Regions from separate parts of the Xenopus laevis genome. Here region 2 is linked to region 1. Evidence: chromatin contacts called from public Hi-C data. All regions are on one chromosome and are shown on one strand. The core of a region is the stretch at or near the end of the contact, and the rest is flanking DNA. Distances in the headings are between cores, read along the strand shown. Region 1 has its middle 14 kb from the start of mapkapk3.L. Region 2 holds the start of hemk1.L (MTRF1L release factor glutamine methyltransferase).

Region 1 (4,543 bases), core at 748-3,247:
GGTGAAAAAATTCCTTCCTCACTCCAAAAAGGCAATCGGACCAGTCCCTGGATCAATTTGAGTTATCTTCCATAACCCTGTATTTCCTCACTTGCTAAAAAGCCATCCAACCCCTTCTTAAAGCTATCTAATGTATCAGCCTGTACAACTGATTCAGGGAGAGAATTCCACATCTTCACAGCTCTCACTGTTAAAATCCCCTTCCAAATAGTTAGGCTAAACCTCTTTTCTTCTAAATGGAATGGGTGACCTTGTATCAGATGGAAAGACCTATTGGTAAATAAAGCATTAGAAAGATTATTATATAATCCCCTTATATACAGTGTCGGACAGGCCCACCGGGAAACCAGGAAAACTCCCGGTGGGCCCAGGTGTCAGTGGGCCTCTTGCTTCTAAACATTCTTTCCTATTAACTTCTTTACTTCACCGCCGGCGAAACGGCACGCAAATTCAGTGGCGAAAAATGAATGCTGGAGTCAAAAATGAGATGCCGGCGCCGTTTTGCGAATTTTTCACCATTTCGCAAATTTTACGCTGTTTTGCGAATTTCCCTGGAAATAAAGGGAATAAATTGAGAACAGTAATGATTTAATATCATTTTAAATGACAACCATTTCTGTGTTTTTAGCTCTGAAGGGCAGCCCTCAAGGCACTAAAATTAGCTTTTCTGAAATTCATGGTTTTTGTTGCCCCAGTATATATTTGTTTTTTGCACCAGACATGAAATGATATAAAATGATGGTCACTATTACCCAGGGGTTCAATGACTTGCACATTTGCTTTAAGTTCTGGGTCATTAGAGATCACTAGATCCAGAATAGCATTTTATCTGGTTGGCTCCTCAACAACCTGTGCAACAAGTTTATAAACTTGTTCCTTTAACTGATCTGGCAGTACTGTTGCTCCAGTCAATATCTGGGTAATTGAAATCACCCATTATCATTACTTTACCCAAACTAGCAGCCATTTCTATTTGCATCAGGAGCTTAGCCTCCTCCTCCTCACTTACATCAGGGGGTCTATAGTGACTCCTACAATTAATTTGCTGGACTCTTTACAATTGTTGAAGAACTCTACCCATAAGTATTGATGGGAGAATTTATTTGCCAGGCGGGAATTTGCAGTGAATTCCCGCTATTCACGAAACCGCAGTGAAAATTCAAAACGAGACACCGGCGCTGTTTCACGAATTTTTCGGCAAAGCGAAATGCCCCAAATTCGCCCATCACTACCCATAAGACTTCTGCCCCTTTATTTTCTAACATAACCTCCTCCTTTATTTAAGCTTTTAAATCCTGCCTGACAAACAGACATATCCCTCCTCCTTTTCTATTGCCTCTGTCCCTACGAAACAAAGTATAGCCACTGATATTTACTGCCCAGTCATGTCATGCTACTCATTCAGCCATGTTTCGGCCACACCAATCACATCATATTTTCCCTCCAGCATCAGCACCTCCAGCTCTCCCAGTTTAGTATGTTAAAGAAAGGCATAGTCTAAGCAACTTTTCAATTGGTCTTCATTATTTATTTTCTTCTTCTGACTCTTTCCAGCTTTCAGATGAGTTTCGCTGACCCCTTTTACAAAACAAGTTATCTTTAAGTATAAGCATTTATTGTTATTACTATTCTTTATTACTCATTACCCAAAGTTGCCACACGAGGAAACTTCGGGCGACTTCGGAAAATGAAGTGTTTTGAGAGCCATCCCACCGGCGATTTTGATTCTAGCCGGCGGAAAGGCATTGCGAGGAGATTAGTCACCCGAAGAAGAGGCGATTTGTCAGGCAACTAATCTCCACATGTGTCTCTGCCCAAAGAGAGGCTTGACTTGGGCGCCCCCCTGTAGTAGTATCCACCACTAACAGTCTCTGGGGTTTATCTGCTTTTAGCAAAATTATCATGAAAGCTGCCAAGAGAAAGAATAGCAGAACCTGGGGGGACAGTTGATCAGTAAGACCCTGATAGCTATAGTTTGCACATCTTTCCTCTTCCCAAAATTAATGTGTAGAGCCAGATGCCTATTCCACTGCCCTTTTGCAGCCTTTCATCACCCTCTAGTGGAATACGGAAAAATTGCGTATAAAAGCATTTAAAGGGGACCTGTCACCCAGACATAAAAAGCTGTATAATAGAAGCCCTTTTCAAATTTAACATGAAGCCCAAAATATTTTTTTATTAACACATCCATGCTCACTATAAAGATATTTAAAAATCTCAGCTGTGAATCATATGTTGCCTTACGCATAGAGGCAGGGCAGACAAATACTTTTACTCTCTATTAAGCACTTCCTAAATTTAACTGCACTCTTCACCTTTCTCCTCCCTCCTAACCATCTAATTGTGTAGCCAGTGCATGGGCCTGGGTATCAGGTCCCCCCTTTAGGCACATAAACAAGATTTTGGTATGGTGCAAAGCCAGAGTCCACAAAATGGCATCTGCCTGCTTTATGTGATTATTTAATTCCAAGACTGAAGGAAACAATATTTAAATAATTTATATAGTGTAAGTGAAGTTTATTTTGCTTGCCAAACACAATAGAAAATTATTTGGAATTATATTTTAGGGTGACAGGTCCCCTTTAATATAGATTCCAATACAATTTTATCCTAACCTACATTTAAAAATGTTTTTTTATGGATCTTCCATTGTTTTACCACAATCCACAACATGGACATGTTAAAAGACAAAGTCAGAGCAGCTATTAGCTAAGGTAACCAGAGTTTGAAATTGAAATCTGAGCACAGAAAATGATAATGTCATGTTGGTTTTTGGGGGCAATGCTCCATGTCCTGGGGGATGTCATTTCCATCTACTGCCACTGTATTACGTGCTGGGGTGCCAGTTCTCACTGTTCGCAAAGATTTTGTCGAACAAGTAGTTTACTATTCTCTATGCATTCAGAAGGTTTAAAGATTGACCTTATTTTGTATTTGTAAAGCCATATTGTATATCTCTCTACTCATATCCCTCAAGACAAACTTACTGAGCATCATGGTCCATAAAGGCAGCAGGTGATGTTTTGCTTTGGATATAAATTCAATATAATCTAGTACAGATATGGGACCTGTTATCTAGAATGCCTGGGACCTGGGGTAAATCGGATCTTCATACCTTATGTCTGCTAAAAGGTAATTCAAACATAAAGTAAACCCAATAGGATTGTTTTACATCCATTAAGGATTAATTCAATCTTAGTTTGGATCAAGTACAAGGTATTGTTTTATTACTACATGGAAAAAGGAAATCATTTTGAAAAATGTGAATTATTTAATTAAAATAAAGTCAATGGAAGACACCTATTCTGTAATTCGGAGATCTCTGGATAACAGGTTTCCAGATAATGGACCCCATATCTGTACATGCTGGTGGAGCAACCTGCATTAAAGCAAAGATAGACCTGCCCATTTACAGATATGTTAAAAGATGGGTTTATCTAGTGAATAAATCCCCAAGTAATAGCCTTACTCGTTTTATGCCTTATGCGTCACAGGAGAGAAATAGAGAAAGCAACTGGCCGTTCAGAGACACATTAATAGAATATAAAGAAAAGCATTGAAATGTTACAACTGGTGCTTCATGTATTAGAAAAATTAACAAGCAAATTACGTATTAAAATATAAAATAAATGACCAAAGTGCCTCCCATAACTAGTGAGTAAACATATACTATATATTCCTTGAGAAAGGTCCCCAGGAGGGACCGAAACGTCGGATTGTAATGCGATAAATAAAAGTTGTTATACTTTGAAAATGAGAGTGCGGATCCTTTATCACCTATATCACAAATATTGATCAAGCACCTCCAATCAACTACTGTCAGAGGTGCGGGCACTCCATGAAATAATTATATATATATATATATATATATATATATATATATATATCAGACTAATACTTAGTAAGAACATGATGTTAAAGGAAATATAAACCTTTAATATATACTGTATGAATGCAAAAGTAATCTTCTAAGCACTTTTGCAATTTGTATTCATTAGTTTTTTTAAGACGCCACACTGTGAAGAAAAATGTAAACTGCTAATATAATGAATTGTGTAAAAACAAGACCACCTGTTAGTTTTCCCACTGTGCTCCTGCCAGGTGAAAATGTCAGAAGAAAGAATGAACTGTTCTTGATGTTGTTCTCTTTGGGAAAGATATGAGAAACCTAAGATAACTTTTCCTTTCCTATATATTTGCTCTACATGTTACTAGTCTGTAGCCTTTTATATAAAATGCAGTTCAGAGCAGTATCTGTTTCTAAAGTTGCCATATTGTGCAGTATTATTATTATTAGCCAAAGTTTGAGGTTAGATCAAAGTCAGCATTTGCTAACTTCACAATGGAGCAAGGTGAGCTTGTATGACTCTGTGAGCCTACGGGAGGGATGGGAAATGATTCCTTCAAGTCAAAGGCAGACAATTGTCTCCTTTCAATCTGTGGAATCAGGTATCAAGTTTATGAAAAAAAAAATACAATTCTATTTATTATTAATAGGGATGCACCGAATCCAGGATTTGGTTTAGAATTCGGGCAGTGTTCG
Region 2 (4,543 bases), core at 567-3,066, 53 kb before region 1:
CCAATAAAAAAAAAATCCCACCATGGAATGATGCAGTTCCAAGTTGATTTTGGTGTTTGTAAATTCCTGTACTGGATCATTATCATTGGGGATACACAGAACCTGACTTTTGGGAATTTGGCCAAACTCTGTACTGTATCTGAAACCTCAGTGGTGCCGGAAATTCCCAGCAAGCAGCTGTAAAGTTCTGATGTGGGTAAAGCATGCACACAAATTGCTGCTGATCAGCATGACTAATTTTTACTGTTGTATACTGCTCTGTACAGTTTGGCTGAATCCTGCTAAAGAGCCTTGGATTTGGCTGAATCCCAAACCGAATCTTTATTATTATCCTAATAGCATGGGGGTATTCAGTGTCAGACTGGGGAGTAGTATAATGTTACCAGCTTGCACACCCTAGCTCTCTGTATCCTGAAAGCCTGGTGCCCGCGGAAGAAGGCTTCGGGATCTTCCAAAAATCGCAAGTATAATAAATTCATCCAGCACTCAGGTCAAAAATCCAGCAGGGACAAACCCTGCTTGATTTTTGACCTGAGTGCCGGTTGAATTTATTATATCCACCAGAGAACCTCAGACAAGCAGCCCTCTCTCCAGACTTTATTCCATACCTCTCAACTGTCCCGTTTTTTGCTGGACAGTCCCGATTTTGACAGCTCAGCCCGCAGTCCAGGATTGTTGCTGAAATGTCCAGACTTTCTCTTTGATCTCCTGCACTGAACAGCCAGAAAAAGATACAAAGTTTCTGATATTTAAATAAATAGGCTCTTGGCAGAGAACCCAGAACACTTAGCACCTGCACTTTGATTCATTTGTAACAATTTAAGATACGCAAATATACAATTGTAACTATTTAAGATAAGCAGGGCTCTTGTGAGAACTGAGACTCACAGTTTAAAAGGCAATTCACCTTTATTAGAAAAACTGCTATAACTCATAAAACATTGCCCTAAAACTTCCAGAAATGTGTTCAGACTTTCCATAACCTGGCAAATTTTGTAAAATAGACATGGTATTCAGGGGTGTGGCCATAACATGGGCATAGTCACATATTTTGAAATGTTGGGAGGTATGATTTCCTAATATCTTTTCTTTAGATAATATCATCTATCCTTCCCTCTATTTCTTCTCTTAGTTCTCATACACAAATGGAGAATAGCCATGAGATACAGTAGCCATATAAGGCCAAATATTTGGGTCAACAGAGCTGTCAACTTTGCAGTTGCAGTTTTCCCTATTAATAACATTGGGATCAGCCATCATTTTTACCGGCCAGGTCAGTAAAATGCTGGCCAGGTGGCAACCCTACAAACACGTGGACTCATCTGGATTTTTCCTGGTACCCCACAATTGGGTTAGTTTATCTCTCTGGTATTGCTCCAGCACATGCATGTACTATTAGCTTTTTCTACTTATTAATAATTGCTGGCATCAACCATTTTTAGTGGCCAAACAGGTAAAATATCACTTGGCAAACACCCCCAGGGTTCAGGCTCTCTGTCAGGTTAATAAAAAATGAAGACCACCAATAAACTAAGTAAACACAAAGTTTTAAATACAGCATCTGTCTTACTATACAGCCAGAGAACCCCCCCCAAACACACACACAACCCTGTGATCTGTATGCCCTGAGATAAATAATTCCCTTATTAACTAACAACAAAAGGTGTATCAGTTGTATTATAGTGCAACAGCAAAGGAGAGCTAAAGGAACCACGTTACACACAGGTATAATAAGATCAATAGTGAGTAATAATGGTACATGTTTAATCACTATCAGGCTTCCCCATGTATTGAAGGGGGAACCAATACGCAGAGCCGCGCAGAGGAACTAAAGTGAGCAATCGCTGTTGCAGAGGACTCAGGAGCACTTTGTGACGCACACAGGAAGCAGCATGTTTTGCAGGGCTGAACTTGCAAGCTGTATGCCGGCTCATTGACAGAATTAACTAGCAGGATTGGACCAGTAGTAGCAAGAATTCTCCCAGGATTTCTGGTCATGGTTCACAGTTGCTCTGCTTAAAACCTGCTGAGACACTGAGTCCTGGTCTATGTATTGGTAAGGCACTGGGTAAGGGATACTAAGCCTTATAGGCTGCTTTTTTGATTGTTTAAGGGCTTTGGGTTAAAAAAAGAATATATATATATATATATATATATATATATATATATATAATATATATATATATATATATATATATATATATATACATATATACACAAACTCAAAAGTCCTCTGCACTCAACCCATTCTCAATATATTTATGAAAAATGCCTTAAAAGTAGCAGTATGCACAAAATGTCTGTCTTAAATATATTGAGAATGGGTTGAGTGCAGAGGACTTTTGTATTTGTCTATATGGATTTTGTGGTCACAGCCTCATTGCACCCCCGCCTACTGTTTTTAAAAATTAGTGGTGAGCACAACTTTCCCTTGTTTGTTTTTATTTATTATTCTTATATTAATAGCAATATTCATGGCTGTAATATATATATTTTCAAAAAATTATACAATAAACACTGCTACTTTGAACTGTAGGAAATTATTTTATAATGTATTATGTCTTTTTTTTTTTTTTAATGACTGGTTTAATGTAATTTATTGCTTAATATTATGCATGGAGATTCCAAGATTCATGGAAGAGGGAGCCTTGAGTTTGTAGGGTTTAGGCACCCATAATTAATTGTCTTGTTTATAGCATGGACTGTGGTCACATTTGCTCTGCACGCCCCACTAATTTTCTAAGATAGTGTCAGTATTTTGTATTCAAAGCACAACCACTTTGTTTACCAAGTTAGACAGAGAAATGCCTTTGTTAGAGGTATCGAGTTGCTAGTGACCAGTGTCTTCATAGTGAACCACACATACCTGATGCTGACTGCCAATATAATGGCCACTTTGATAGATCAGTGACTGGTTTTATGTTTCCCCAGTTATTTTTCTAGGAAGGGAAACCCTGCTCCAACTGCATGTTACCAATTTGTTAGATCAGTGACTGGTTTTATGTTTCCCCAGTTATTTTTCTAGGAAGGGAAACCCTGCTCCAACTGCATGTTACCAATTTGTTGTATACTAAATGTTTACAGGCACTGAAGAATACCTCTCAACATTTTGGAAATAAAAAGAGGGACAAAATAGTTGGCGTGCTTAGTTTGGCAAATTTTTTGACCATGCCCATTGTTGTGGCCACACCCCCTAATTACCATGTTCAGTTTACAAAATTTGGCATGTTATGAAAGTTTGAACATATCTCTGTTTTTTTTTCCAGTTATTACAGTTTTGCTAATGATGGTGTATTGCCCTTTAAGCTGTGGGGACCTGTTATCATTTATTGTTAGAATTACTTATTTGCTTATCTCGAAATTGTTACAAAAAGTGTGTTATATGCAGCTGTGGCTGTTCTGGGCTCTCTGCCAAAAGCCAATTAAGTTAGAAAGTTTGTTTCATTTTCTGGCTGTTCAGTGCAGAGAAAAACAGGACTTTCCAGTACAAACGAGGGACTGCGTATTGAGCGGTCAAAAGACGGACTGTCCCTCTGAAAGTGGGACAGTTGGGAGGTATGCTGAAGCCTAAGCATCAATGTTTGAAAGCACAATAAATTACTTTTTTTGCTACCCTTTTGTTACCTTAAGGGCCAGTAACATCAAAAAAGGGGCTTTATCTGCAGTTAATATAGTGTTCTGTTACCCTGCACAGTAACACACCCGTAAGCATACCTCCCAACATTTGAGAACAGGAAAAAGGGACAGAAAAAGTTGAATTTTTTTTGGCCACACAGAATTTTTTTTGGCCACGCCCACTTGATGGACACCCCCTCAAAGACACGCCCATTTTACAAAAACACAACCCTTCCCCTTGGTTGGCATGGCAGCATCAGAGACACAGTGTGCACTAACAAAAAGCAGACAAAGTGGCCCCCATTATTTAATGACCGTGTGTGGCAGAAGCATTGCTGGCTCTCCACATTTAATGGCACATTCTGGTGCCAGCGCTTCATGACACCCTCTACCCCACCAATAACCCTGCTCAGTAATTGCTCCCCTCATTACATTAAAAAATTATAAATGACACTAACTCAGTTATGATTAAACTTTAAATAGTGTTTATAAATATCATAACAGTTTAAGTTTTTTAACTTTAACATAATGTGTTTAATGTAATGTCTCTTCAGAGTATTCCTTACCCATCATGTGTCTCCCAGTAGCTCATTACAAATGATTTCCGATGGCGCATTACCCATGTACCCCAATGCTCCGGCCCAATAACCCACATAACCCGGCAGATACCCCGTGCGTTACAGGATTAATAAAGGGATTGCAAGGGTGACTGGTGCCTCTTGGCTGCCCTACAACCCCCCAGTACCTCGGAATTTAAGCTCATGCTGGGGCTCCAGCTGAAGGATCTGCTCCACCTTGGCCATGTCTCCCGTATGGGCTGGGGGTTCCGGGGCCTGTCCCGGCGGCGGCTGCAGGAGCGGGTGATGCAGCAAAGCGGCGGAGGCTGCTGTAACGTCACGGCCCCTGCAAGGCCCCGGGGTAAAGGAAC

The links. A called contact is a pair of places that touch in the nucleus more often than the background predicts.
Region 2: a contact with region 1 is called in a Hi-C map of the XL177 cell line, with 4 times the contacts expected there. The contact joins the promoter of hemk1.L here to the enhancer-like site in region 1. A contact is called at or near these places in 3 of 4 Hi-C or Micro-C datasets (the XL177 cell line, the XTC cell line and animal cap).

What each region holds. Positions count from the first base shown.
Region 1 is chr4L:126,574,240-126,578,782 of Xenopus_laevis_v10.1, reverse strand. No RefSeq gene overlaps it. Among protein-coding and RNA genes, the nearest start is that of mapkapk3.L, 14 kb to the right of the region's middle. Within about 2 kb of position 1,997, at least 1 of the 7 cell types and tissues checked has an H3K27ac peak or open chromatin away from gene starts, as enhancers often do.
Region 2 is chr4L:126,627,210-126,631,752 of Xenopus_laevis_v10.1, reverse strand. hemk1.L (MTRF1L release factor glutamine methyltransferase) reads left to right here and starts at 1,816. Exons shown (of 11, transcript XR_005967060.1): 1 at 1,816-2,068.